Regions from separate parts of the Gossypium hirsutum genome. Here region 2 is linked to region 1. Evidence: chromatin contacts called from public Hi-C data. All regions are on one chromosome and are shown on one strand. The core of a region is the stretch at or near the end of the contact, and the rest is flanking DNA. Distances in the headings are between cores, read along the strand shown. Region 1 holds the start of LOC107887506 (BTB/POZ domain-containing protein At1g63850). Region 2 holds the start of LOC107942798 (FCS-Like Zinc finger 14).

Region 1 (7,261 bases), core at 2,938-5,437:
ATTTTATTTTATTTTATTTTTATCACGTAATTATCTTAATTTTTTAAGTATTTTTATTTTTACGTTACTCAACTGATAATCTAAAAAGATAAAATTAAATATTAAAATAATTATTTTATAATAAAAAAATCATAATTGGATGAATATCAGTAGTGAATTTTTTTGTTTTGAAGTTTGAATTTGTAGTATGTGAACACATAGCAAGATATAAAAGAAGATGGAATTATTAGATTTAGTCAATGAATAAAAAAGGGTTTGTTTTTAATCAATAATTTGTGGTTAAGAGACAAAGATGCTGGAAAGCTGGTTCTCACTCGACAGATAAGACAGAAGCATTGTTGCTATAAAATGATTGAAAGTTGTCCAGCACGTACCAGATTATAACTTTTCATTTTTCTTTTTTGGGTTAATTCATAAGAGGTCCTCAAACTAGGACCCAAAATTTTAAATTAATTTTTGAACTTTAAAATGTCTTAATTAAGTCCTTTAAGTATAAATAACGTATAGTCTAACTGTTAACTTGGACATTAAATGCCAACTCAAATTTGATATGAAGTACACTTAAAACTCATGAACTAAATTGTAAAAATATATCTACTTTTTGCATGGATAACTTAGATATAATGTGTTATAATAACGAAAGGTTTCCCTTTTCAATTCTATTACCACTATTTTATTAAAAACATCAAATTTAAATTGTCCATATAGTAAGCACATACATGCTCATTGTCAGTGGCATATCTAGAGGGGCTGGCAGGAGCCTCGGCCTCCCCTAAAATGAAAAATTGTCCATTTAGGTCTTTTAAAATTTTAAATTAGTAAAGATAAAATTATACTTTAGTCCTTTAAAATTGATAAAATTTTGACTTAATCCTTTAAAAATTATAAAAATATACTTTTTAAATAGTAAAATTACATTTTTACCATCGTAAAATTTATAATTTAATTTCGGTCCCCCTAAAAAAAATTTCTAACTTCGCCCCTACTTATTATTTGATTCACATGTTAAAACATGTTTCGTATTAGGTCAAACTAGCATTTATTGTCTAATTGCCAGCTACACTATGAAAAAACTTAATTGATAATACTAGTAATTTGAGGATTCATTTAGAACAATTTGAAGTCTAAAGACCAATTTAAAATATGAATTATAGTTGAGGGATGTTTTGATAAATTAACCTTTTCTTTTATACCATTTGCTTCAAATGAGAGAATGTTCCAGCCTTATTTCAATCTGTCCAGTATAAACTAATTGAATCAAATTATTTTTTTTAATTTTCATAATTAAAAAATCAAAAGTTTGATCAATTCAACTATCGGTCATAAAACAAGCCAACAAAAAGAGTATACCATCTCTGCAAAATCTTATGGAGCATGCTTTGGCATTCATGAATTTTAACATCATTCAACACAGCTTCTCAGCAACTCCAAATGTCCTTAATTACAACAACATAAATATATGCCTCTTTGTTCCATACCAAGACATGTAAAAACCAGAGCTGAACAAAAAAGAGTTTCTTTTGGTTGAATTCTAAAATGACCCTCCAATACAAAATAAACCAAAACCAAAACCAAAACCAGATATGTCAGTGAAAACATTAAAACATGAAAATTGGTTTCTATATAGTGTTTATTTCCAACATAAATTTAACCTAAAGGCTGCTGTCTCGACGTCTTCTTCCAGACTAAACCGCGACGAGCTTCGGTTTAGAGACGAAGAAGATGAAAAATGAGCTATCAGTGAAAGGAAACGAAGAAAAATGGTACCACCGGTTTTATGAATTCTCAATGGTTGCAATTGTAACATGTGATTCCCTTGGTAGTTCTTGATCACCGCTGCGTTTCCAAAACGCTCTCCGCCACCAAATTTCGAAGGCTCTTTGAATGTTGGGACAATCTTCGCCCGAGTTCAAGAACCTATCGAACCAAGCAAGCAAAATGTCTTGTTGCCAAGCTAGAGGTAAAGTGAGAATTGTGTTACTTAGACCGTCTTCGATTAAATGCCTATCGAGACCTCTTGATGCCCTCCTCATCCACCCGAAATCATCATAAAATGGTACCAACCATGTTTGTAAAAGCAAGCATCGTACTTCCTTTGATGCCAACAGTTGTCCCTTTCCGATTCCAACAAATAACCGTGCGGTCACTCGGCTAACTTCGTACCTATGAACAGCCGGAACTTTAGAATGAACATTCGATAATTCGGATTGAGAAGCCCATGATTTTAGAAAATCTTCAGCAATTTGCCTATCAATCAAAATATCCAGAATCCAATGCAAATTATCTGCTTGTCTAGCAATCTGATTCGCATCCGTCAAATCCGACAATGCTGCTCGGAGGAAATGGCTACGAAGCAGTTCCAAACAACCATCACAAGCCGAATACAACGATTCTTTCCGGAGATCGTTCTGAGATGAATTCTCGCGAAGCATCTTCAAGACCAACCCTTTCATTTCCCGCCTTGCCTTCTCGTCTTTGCCTTCGAGAACAACATGCAAAAGCTTGAGAAGCACTTCTTCGTTATCGCCACCACCATCATCGGTTCCATTAGTAACTTCGACAGAAACCCTTTTTAAAACTTCCCCTGCTCCGACATTTTCGAGGCGGAGCTCTGCCAATAAAGAAGCTACTCTCTCTTCTTCATCCTCAGCCCAAGGGGCAGCTTCCAAGTACTCCAAACAAGATAAAACCCCAGCATCAAATCCAATTGCAGCTGAAACCTAACAAAGAAAAAAAAAACCCCCACAAAATCAACCACTTCAGCAATTAAAAACCTTAATCCATACTCTAAAAATTGGTAATTGAAAAAGATTGAAACTTTACCTTCAAAATGCCAAGAACCTTAGGAACATCTTCTCTCATTAGCTTCTTCCTCAAATCTTTACAATACATCAATTTCAGGGTCTCAATATAAACCTCAACATCATCACAATCTGCAATTTCAACAATGTACGGTCCATCCGATCCATTTCTCTGTTGTTTTGCCCATCGATCAGATAACTTCACGGCAAAGAACCGGCTGTGAGCCACCACAATTTGCCTATGCACATTCATTGACACACTAATCCCATCCTTGGAACTCAACGTTAGCTTTATATCAGTCGAATCCGGGTCGTTAAACTGGTTTCCGGGGCTACGGGTTGACAAAAGGTTTGAAATCCGCTGCATGGTCAACGCCTGTTTGTCAATGACTGGTGGGGGTTGGTTTTGTCTAGGACCTGAAATGGGTACTTGGATTTGGGTTTGGGTCCTTGGGTGGACATCGGGTTCGCTAGCCATCATCTCGAAAAGGGTTGGACTAGATCGTGACTTGTCCGACGGAGGCGGCGGAGAATGCGGGTTTAAAAGACCCGCAGTGAGTGCAGAGTTAAACTTGGTGAAACTCGAGGGTGAATGACCGTTGGAGATCGTCGTGAAATCCATGACGGGTGATAAACTTCCCGGAGAATACCGGATCTTAGAAGCCGTCGAAGAATCGGTTGAAGCCTGGTCCGGAACAAGGCGAGTTTGAGGAGGAGAAGGAGGAGGAGGCGGTGGAGTCGGGAATGGCTTAGAAGCAGGACAACACCAAGAACTATCAGCTGAAACAACAGTCGGGGGGTCAAGCTTTCGAGCTGAAAAACCAGAATCGGAACCGCCGTTTGCGGCGCCGGTAGTAGCAGACGAACAAGAAATAGTGGTTTCTTTACACTTGCGGCGTTTAGGCTTAATGGGTTGTACTTGAACTTTGAGCTGAGCAGACGATGTTTTTGTGGAAATTGATGATGTTTTTGTTGTAGTTGTAGTTGTTGCCATGAAATTGCATTGAATGTAATGGCCACTAATACCCCTTTTTTTACAATTTTTTGCCTGTGTTTTATTGTCTTTTAGTTTGCAGCATTGGCATCAGCGTCAGTGATGGTACCTATTAAAAATGGCGGTAGATACGAGAAACCAAAAAAAAAAAAGAAAGAAAGAAAGAAAAGAGCTGTTACTTACCAGTTGGTGTAAAAGACAATAAGGGTGTCTGAAATGGGCATTTAATGTAAGAGAAATTAGGTTTGGTTTTGGATTTTATTTGGACATTGGGAACTTCGTCCTTTAGCCGCTTGCACTGGCTCTGCTTTTTATCTAGATGAGGGAGACAACAAAATCACCCCACTTTGTATTAGGGGCATTTTTACAGTTGGATAATTAAAAAAAAAAGAGAGAGAGGGAGGGAAAGAGGACAAATTTGCAAAAGCTAATAGTAATAGGTGGGTTTGTTTGTACTTTTTAATATTTAAATGCCTTAATTTATTATTTAAGTTTTGAATTTTTTTTCGCATTTTTTATTTTTTTCATTTTGATACTCATAATTAAATTAGAACTCGTGGATAATATTATCAACTTTTGTACATTTTCAATAGAAAAAAAATGTTTAAATAATGTTAAGGGGTTGATTCTTTTAGAAAAAGTTCTTGAACTGTCATCGTCGTCTGTCAAGTAACTGGGCAAACCTTCGAGAATGATAGGTGTTTTCTTTATGTTTGTTGGTGGAGATATGATATGCAAGCCTCACAAGAGAGATATTAGTATAGTGTGTAACATTTATTATGTAAATCACCTATGTGTAGGGAACTCGAACTATCAACCTAAGATATATAAGCCACATACTTGCAAGTGTTGTACTAACCAAAGCGCTCCCCCTTCGTGGACCCTTCAAGACTTTCGATAAAGGAGGGAGATAAAACTCCAAGAAGAGGACAAGACCTACCAATGCTGGGGCTTTGACCGATTGCCTAATGAATGACACTTTAAAGAATTCTTCTGAAGGAATCAACCCTTCTCAATAAGTACCACAATGAAAAAACTGGTATAATTCAAGAGTTAAATCATAAATTAAACCTATTTAAATTCATAATTTTGATTTCATTTATTACCCTATTAAATCTAAATATTATTATTTAAATCTAAATTCGAAATAAATAAATAAATAAATTATCATGTATCTTATAAGATAAAACTCATTAAATATTTTTAATAAATTAACAAAATAGCATACGGTTTGTTAATTCCGTGGGTAGGTGTTAGTAGATTTTGAAGACTTAAGGAGTAATCCAGCATTCGGTCTGCAACTCTCGACTCAGTAATATTTTTATAATTCCTTTATGGTTTGATATATGGAATGTAGTTAAAGTTTGAGTTGATTTTGTAATGTAATGGTCATTTTAAAATCCCGAGTTGGTAATGTTAGTTTGAGTCTAATGTACATGAATTGTTCAATGCATACATGGGATTGGTATAAGTGGTTGACATGGCTAAAATGTGGAAATGATAATATTTGTTGAATTGGATTTTATGTTTGAATTCTCAATTAGGAAATTTGGATAGAAATGTTGTTTCAATGGTAGTATATGAAATGTTTGATGTATGTATTATGCTTAAATGATATGCAATTGATTGTTTGTTTAGGCATATATGACTTGGTACCATTTGAGCATTTTTTAAACAATAAGTGACGTCATGACCTCAAGCCCCTAACGTCATGATGATATTAACTATTTGTTTGAGGTTATGACATGATACACTAACGTGGTGTGTCAACTCGATAATTTTGAAAATGTTGCATTTTAATCCTTAAATAATTTTTGAGATATGGAATATTACATTTAGTGATATAAAGTGAAACAAATAATAAATTTAAAATTTAAATTCTTTTATCCCTAAACTAGCATGAGAAGCACTCAGAAAAACCCATCATAAAGGGCCCACCATTGTTTTGATTAGATGGCAATTTTGGACATTACCTATGAATTATTAGTATAAGTTGTTAAATATTATAAAGTATAATATGTTAAATTGATTATTTTATTATTATAAATATGCCATAATTATTCGAATAATGAACTTGATTTCAGCCTTCTATAAAAATAACTGACTTTTAGCAAGCTTGCACTCAAGGCAATGTGCTATTATTACTTTACTCCACATCACATTATGTTATCTTTTCCATTTGATTCAATTTAAATATAAATATAAATTTAATATTAAAATTTATAAATCTATAAATATTTATTAACCTAAAATAAAATTGTTCGTGGCTGGGTAAGGTTCGAGCAGGGTCAAATAAAAAAATTAAGCTCATTTTTTAGGCCCTACTTGAATAATGGGTTTAAAATTTTGTCCAAACCAAACCTAAATAAAAATGCTAAAACTCGAGCCTGACCTAACCTGCCTGTATTAAATTTTTTATATAAATTTTTTAAAAATATAATATATCAAATACACTAAAAACAAACAAATGAAAAAATGTATACTTAAATAATACTAAGATAAATATAATTTAGCAAGCAAATACCTTTAAAATAGCAGCAAAATTAATAATAAAATAAGAATTATACAATATCTAAATAATAATAACAAAATAGTAACAATATAATAGTGGAATGATAGCAAAAGAATGAAAAAACTAGTGGCAAAAAAGTAAAAACAGCAACAATTTCTTTCGCAAATTCAAACCGGACGGGGTAAAAAAAACTTACCCAAAACTTGGACCATTTAGAAAACAAACTTTATTTTTTTGTTAAACCTATTTCTTGAACGTATATTTTTATTCAAATCTTTACTTTTCGAACAGACTTTCGAACCTATCCCTCTAACCCAAAAGCATCAAAATTTTCGCGATTAACCCGAAGCCAATTTTGTCATATTTTAGGTCAAAATAAATTTATGTCAAAACCCAATAGGTTTTTTTTTTCTTTTTAATGAAGACTATTATTAATTTTGAAAAGCATAGGAGAATAATGGACAAGCTGTTCTCAAATTTTAACAAATTGGCATTGTTTATGAACAAACAAATTAAGCACTTTTAAAATTGCAAGCCAAGGTGGAAAAGTGTAGATTTGTGCTTGACTAATTTAAATGTGAATTCCCCTTTATAAAAAATAATTAAATATATAACTCACATGTGAATGATAAAGTAGAGGAGCCCACTTCACAACCCAAATCAAACGTTAGATTTGTTGAGAGAGAGTATTTTTTATGAAGTATTTGATGTATTGTTTATTAGGAATTGTGTTTTTGTTTGGAATTTTGTTTTTCTTTTTTCTGTCGAGAGTCTTGATCACAAAATAAGAACATCTCCGACGGATAAAAATTTAATTCTAAAGAACTCTTCATTTTTTATCTGAAATATTGGAAAATTTTATCAATCAAATCTAAAGATTGAACTTAAAATATACAGAGCTATAATACATCAACAAAAGGGGGAAAAAAAATTGTGCCTTCCAAGAATGATAAG
Region 2 (7,261 bases), core at 2,748-5,247, 180 kb before region 1:
ATAAATTAAGAACTACGAGATAGACTTAAACATAAATTAATATTCCCAACGAGATAGAGTTACAGCCTAATCTGATGTACAATGAAGAACTAGTGAAAATTTTACCTCGAGAAGTGAAAGAACTGCAAAATAAACGAGTATCATTAGTGGAAGTATTATGGCATCGACACGATTTAGAGAAGGCAACATGTGAACAGGAAGAAGCAATGAAATCACAGTACCCTAATCTATTCTCAAGTAAACTTTTTGAGGACAATTTTCTAAAATGGACAGCTATAACAGCTCGAAAGTCAGTAGTGTTAAAAACAGTAATTTTGGAACCCCATTTTCGATGATCAAATCCATAAATATTAATATTTAATATTTACAATGTTAGTATGAAGTTTAATTAAAGTTTGAAACATTAGTTTTGTCGTTTGGATAGTTAATTAAAGTACAAAGACTAAATTATAAAAGTGGTAAAAATTAATCACTATAGATTTTTAAGAACTTGAAGGACCAATTAAGCAATTGGTTATTTTTAATTAGAGATTCAGTGGTGGATGATGATACCCACTAATTTAATTTAATATGGATTAAGATTAAATTAACTAAGTTTAATTAGAATAGTTAGTGATTAATTAAAGTTAATTAAAATATATAAACTAAAATTAAACGAAAAGGAAACCATTTTTTGCTTAATCTTTCTCATTCTCACGAAACTAAAGGGAGAATAGGTTTCAAGCTTCAAAACTTTATTTCCTTCAATTGATCGGGAATTGAACCAACCACAAGAAAATTGAGGAAAAGAAAAAATTGCATATTAGTCTCCGACACCTTACCCGTTGTCATTTTTATCAAGTAAGTTCATATGAAATTTACTAAGTTATTTTAATTATATTTTAATTATAATTAGTATATATTAACTTAGATTAATTGAAAAAAGATTGTTAGTTTGGCATATAAGGTATTAAATCGTAAAATATGATATATATATGATAAATACAAGCAAGTATATGAAATCAAATGGATGTGAAATGAAATATGATTGAATGATACGTAAATACTGAAGTTAGAAAAATTGAAATATTATGGAAACGGAAATGGTATTAATTGGAACCTGGTAAATGTTATTAGGGTTCAAAGAAAATTAGGTGTTTAATTAAGGACTCCAAGATCGATGGTTTGAGATCCAACATGTGTTGTGAATTCTCTGAAGCTTGTGTGAGTAGCATTGAATTATCCTTTACCGATGGCTTGAGATTCAACATGTGTTGTGAACTCTCTGAAGCTTGTGCAGGCAACATCAGGTAAAGCATGTACAGTAACTCTGATCTGAAGCCTGTGTGAGTAGCCTAAATATAAAAATGGTAAGTATACGAAAATGAAACAATTGAAAACGAATGAATATGAAATGAATTGTTATGTTGATAACTAACTTAATTGGTGTTGTGATGAATTTGTATATGAATGTGTAAGGTTGACAAAGGAATGCCGTGTTATTCATCTTTGTGTTTCAATTACATAAATAGTTGTAATGTCAATGTAAGTTAAGTTAATTTCTTATGAAGCTACTTAGTATTCATTATGCTTACCGATGTTCTTTCTTTCCTTGTAGTTGTTGGATTGCAGAACATGTTGGTCGAATTAGCTTGAAGATCACTTTACTCGATTTTGTGGCATGTAATTAGGAGTTTGGCCAAGTTAATTAAACCTAATTTAATGCTGAAACTTGTAAAGTTAATGTGCATAATTGTATTAGTACATGTTTTGGTATGCTTAGTGATGGCATTGAATGACCTATAATCATGCTAGCGTACTCGGTATTTTTATTGTGGAATGATGCCTATTGTGGCATATTAGTTAGTTTGGTATTATGATTGTTTAAAATGAAGGTTTAAAGCATACTTTGAAATTGTTACACTGTGTTTTAGGCATGAAAGGGTACCAAAATGAGAGATTTTGGCATATTTGATATGAAAGCGTGCCAATCGACAGGCTAAAGCATACTCGATTTGTGTGTATAATTACTAAGAGATGGTGTAGCTTTGATAGAACGTTTCAGTTCCGAAACTGTTTTTCTTTTTCCCTTTTAATTAATAAAGGCCATCTTTTACTTAAAAAAGATTCGAAACGACAATTTAGCATTGATTTTAATTTAATTAAGGCCAAAATTAAACCGAGAAATCAAATAAAAATTAATTAACAAAAAACAATTGGTTATTCCCCAAAAACATAAATTTGCAATCCTTTTGACAATTTTGAACCCACTTGTCTATAGACCTAAATTCAATAAAAAATTTTAATGATATTAATAATTTTTTAAAATTCATTCAACATTTTAATCAAAATAAAATATTTAAATTAACTAATAATATTATTAAATTTGAGTGACTAAATTATATAAAAAAATTAAAGTATAGATCTTAATTTTCAAATTTAAGTATAGTATAGAGACCAATATTGAAATTTGAAAATTGTTATATAATTTAAAAAAAAAACAAAAAAAATTGTTTATTAAACACGTGTTAAATAAGAAATACCTTACTACCGAAACTTTAAAAATCAGACTTGACATTTAAAACTCGTGACTATCATTTACTCTTTTAACGAACTTACAGAATGCGAAAAATTAATTTTCTTCTTCCAATACATACTTCAACTCTGTAAGCAACGCTGAGTCACTCCCAATCACTATATTGGGACCATTGGGTTAGGTTTAAAAACCGAAGAAGCTGAGCCCACACATGGATTACTTTAGGGAATAGAGTTGGGCTTTTCTTTTTCTTGGTTTGGCCCAAAATAAAGAAAAACTGGTTTTATCGTCAACCAATTAAATATCTTTCTTCGGACCGATATACTTATTGATCCATTTGGTTCAGTATAAACAATCATTCTTATGGCATTCTTATCCCTCTAAAAGCAAATTTGATTGTAATCTTAACTAATATTTTAGGAATTGGGCCAGTGATTGAATCAATCAAGTCACTAGTTCTAGATCCAATTCGTTCAAAGCATATAAACTATTTAAAATTTTTAAAAATATAAAAATCGTTCACCTAATTTTTTTAGCCTGATTCAACCAATCCACACTGATTCGTGAGTCAATCAATTTTATCTCTCTCTAGACAGATACCTCGACCGGTTCTTAGTCCAATCGATCCGATTTAGACAACACTGATATTATGTCAGCATTTTAATAGAAATAGTCAATGAAAACAACCATTTGAATTAACTATTATTATTGTAAAAGTAGAGGATTAAATTATGTCAAACTGAAATATTAAGATTAAATTCCAAATGTGATCATAGTTGAAGGACCAAAAACTGAAAATTTACCACTATCTTTTTAATGGCAAAAGGAAAATAAAAGAGGAGGTAGTAAACGTGTCATGAAATTAAACCCTTATGACCTTACTTTTATAATGGTTAAAGTACTTAAAAGATCCTTGTATTATAGGGACTAAATCAAATTACTTTCTATATTATTAAATAGATCAATTTAATCCCTGTCCTATTAAAAAAATCAAATAAATCCAAATCGGTGTTGACATTTACTATATAAAAAAAATGTCCTAAAAATTTTATTTAATTACAGTTAAATTCCAAACAAAATATTTCATTTACTGAATAAAAACTTTTAAAAATATTAACTTTGCTAAACAATAAATTACATATTTTAAACGGTACATGTTAACTCTATTTCAGTTTAGTATTATTTAATTTTTTAATAGTATAAGGACTAAATGGTTACATTTAATAATAAATGGCTAATGTAATAAGTTCTTATCGAAGAGGGGCCTGTCACGTATATTCACTTTTATAAATAGTTATAGGTATATTATAGTTTCGAGTAAATTACATCAGTAGTCATTCAATTATTAATATATATATTATCATTCAACTATGAAAAGTTATAAAATGATCCTCTAATTATTAGTAAATTTCTTTTTTGGTCACCCAACTATGAAAAGTTTTATCTTTTTCTATCAGTAGGTGGAAAACTAAAAAAATGCAAGATAATTGAGTAAAAAAAAAAAAAGATAAAATTGAATGGTTGAGTAACAAAAAAAATTACTGATAATTGGGTGACCATTTCGTGATAAAAAGGAAACTTAGGTGAGTATTAGTGCAATTTACCCTGTGGATTAATGCAGCAAACTGTTTATATTGGGCGTGCGAACCCAGAAAGAGGAGGGAAGAAGAGTGTAGAGAAAGGGAGATAAACAGAACAAGGAGCGCTGATTGAAACAACAACGCCATGCCATCCTCTCTTCTCTCTCTGTCTCTTCAGAACCCAGTCTCTTAACTTCTGATTCACTACTTTTCGTTTCTCTCCTCTTGGGGGGATTAGGGTCCAACAAACCCCATGAATTTAATCCCCTCCCAACAATCTTAGGGGCTGTAATTCTCCTATAACATGCATAATTTTTGTGGAAAAAAGAGACCCGCCATCAATCTCAACCTCTTCACCTCTTTATCGCACTCTTTTTTCTGTCTAAACCCCACTAAACCCCCAAGCAACTTTCAATATGGTGTAGTTGGGCTAGGCATAGTAGCAGCTATGACTGATTCAACCCATACACACCAATCTATTTGTTTTGCTCCATCCCCAAGATCCACCCCCATACCTATAGTCTCATCTGTTAAAGCAGCTCCCAGTTTCGGAGGTGGCTTTAACTCCGAGAAGTTTGATGAATTATCTGACAACGACACTTTTGTAATTTCTCATTTTGGCGATAATTTGATCAAGAATCAGTTCGGTTTTGGAGATGACAACAAGAATTGCAGTGGGTTTACTGCTGCTCCTTCGCCTAGGAAAAACAATATGGGTCAGTTCAAGAGGGAATTTTGGAGTGATGGCTTTTTGACTTCTTGTCATCTTTGCAAGAAGGAACTACATGGTTTGGATATTTTCATGTACAGGTATTGGCCTCGCTTTTTTTCATCTTTTAATTGATTTAAGTTTTAAGTTTTGATTCTTGATGATGTTTTCCAGTTGAGTTTTTTTTCCCCTTCTAATTGAATTGATGCTTAAAATGATCTGATGATTACTTGGATGTGATTCTGTATTTGTTTTCTTGGGGTGCAAATCCTTTTATTCCCCGTTCTGTGTAGAGAATAGAAATTAATCTTTTGGTTAGAGCTTTACAGTTCATTCTTGTCTGTTGTAAATATATCTAAGATCCAATGGTGTTTGTGATTTTATTGGAAATACTAATCTACCTAAACTGGGATTGATTCTAGCCCCAAATCAGAGTAATTCTGTCAATGGGGGGCTTTAAGAACGTAGAAGAGGTAGGATGGCTGGTTGGTCATATCTAGTATACATCCTACATGGACGGTAGTTGAAGTCAGTGGCTCCCCTCCCCTAGATTCCGCCATCTGGGATTGTATAGTAAGCTGTCTGTAAGTAGCAGCCATTGTGCAAATGTGTTAGTGGAAGTTGTGTTACGATTCTGTGCTATGATAACAAATATGAATGGCAAATTTGTTCTAGACCTGAACACTGTAGATGTATTATAGTTCTTGCTGTATCTTTGAAGTCACTACTGGTATGCTAACTTTTTCTGCTTTATCAACCATCACCAACCATCACCATTGGGGATATGCTTGATTTTGGTTTTGCCATTCCTTTTGTTCCATATGATCATGTGAATTTTTACTATTTCCAATGGAAGATGAGATTGAAATGTCATAAAATTTGGAGGTTGCTGTTTCGTGGTTCCATGTTTCAGTATGAATATGCTCAATCACTTTTAATTGTCTTGGGAGTGTTTTGGCTATGAAATCTCTTTGGATGTCAATTTTATATCAGTTATTGAGTGCAGCCTATCTCTGTTGAGTCTTCTAGATGGAAAACCTTTTTGGTAGCTGTAGTTGGACTCAAGGAGAAGTGTAAATATTTGGAGACTGAGGCCTACATGTCAGTCGGATATTTATTTGACCCACATAGCACTTAAATGAGAATTTATGACCCCCAATTGTTTGAGATATTTTTTGACATATAATAATGGTGATGACATAATGCTTATGGGGTGTTGATTTTCTGCCATGAATAAAATATCTGGTTGGATTGGGCAGAGGGGAGGAAGGATTTTGCAGCGCGGATTGCCGTGACAAGCAAATTAGAAGTGATGATCACAAACAAATATGTGCGCTTGATTGCTCCCAGCCTGCCCCACACGTGTTATTTTCCGAGGTCGCCGCTGCATAACTACTACCACTGCATCATACTTAATGAATAAACAAACAAATAAAGGAGAATGGGCAACTTGGCAGAATTTTGGAGGCTTTACGTTTCAGTTTCAGCATCTCTAAGGACAAATAGATAGATGATATTTCCTTTTCCATTCTGAAAGAGAACTTATTTCACCAAGCTTTAAATCTTATCGTATGTAGGAAAGGAAAATCTTAGTATAGTTTTTGTACTCATTTTAATATATCCCAATGATAGCTTGTAAAAATATAATTCCTCTTCATTTTGAAAAATGTATCCATAAAATCTTGAAACTTCAATTAATAATATATCAAATTCCGGGTTTTAGGGATGTATATTCCAACCACTATGAAGAAAATTATTAATTGCGTTTCAAGAATAACACATCACGGTTGAAAAAACACAAGGAAAATAAACGATGTATTAGAATGTCAGCTGAACAACAGGATCTTGATGAACCCCATGTCCACGAATCACCAATGAATATGAATGATTTATCACCTACCAACATTTCCAACAAGCTGACTGCTATATGACTTATACCAGTATGCTGAAGAAGTTAAACAAGAAGAATACTAACCCTTCTAAGCGGTCGCACTCGCACTAGTCAATTCTTTGGCAGCAGTTGCTAATACCATTTTCTGTGGCTGCAGGCACACAACAAAATCTTTAAGCTCTTTGCATTTTGGAACTACTTATCTACATAAGGGAGAGGTTAAAGCAAAGCAAGTACCGCGGCCAACTCTTCTTCATGTTTTGGAATGAAAGCAGTGTCAACCTTTCCATTTCTGAAGTCCTGTAAAGTGTTGCACGTTAGATTAAAAATTGTGAACCTTGATGTATAATATTATCCAACACACAGGAAATAGCACCACCAACCTCAATATCAAGGATGAGTTTATGGTATTCAATAGTTGTAGGAACCCCTAAAACAAAACAATAAAAAGAATATGGATTAGGATATTCTTTGGGGGATAGAGTTTTGCTGGGTAACAAAACCAGACTGAACAAAGAAATTATAGCAACCCCTTTGGGTGCAAACATATTCAGTTACATGCATGA

Evidence for each region. A called contact is a pair of places that touch in the nucleus more often than the background predicts.
Region 2: a Hi-C map of leaf shows a contact between it and region 1, with 2.3 times the contacts expected there. The contact joins the promoter of LOC107942798 here to the promoter of LOC107887506 in region 1. A contact is called at or near these places in 3 of 34 Hi-C or Micro-C datasets (all in leaf).

Annotation. Positions count from the first base shown.
Region 1 is chrA03:4,013,106-4,020,366 of Gossypium_hirsutum_v2.1, reverse strand. LOC107887506 (BTB/POZ domain-containing protein At1g63850) reads right to left here and starts at 4,187. Exons shown (of 3, transcript XM_041106082.1): 1 at 3,979-4,187; 2 at 2,824-3,904; 3 at 1,442-2,720. The coding sequence starts at 3,795. The coding sequence ends at 1,776. It overlaps LOC107963800 (hydroxyproline O-galactosyltransferase HPGT1), which reads right to left. Exons shown (of 12, transcript XM_041106081.1): 12 at 7,112-7,261.
Region 2 is chrA03:4,190,813-4,198,073 of Gossypium_hirsutum_v2.1, reverse strand. LOC107942798 (FCS-Like Zinc finger 14) reads left to right here and starts at 3,997. Exons shown (of 2, transcript XM_016876517.2): 1 at 3,997-4,905; 2 at 6,853-7,252. The coding sequence starts at 4,400. The coding sequence ends at 6,964. It overlaps LOC107942796 (biotin carboxylase 2, chloroplastic), which reads right to left. Exons shown (of 18, transcript XM_041106154.1): 15 at 7,079-7,125; 16 at 6,933-6,995; 17 at 6,780-6,846; 18 at 5,042-5,386. The coding sequence ends at 6,784.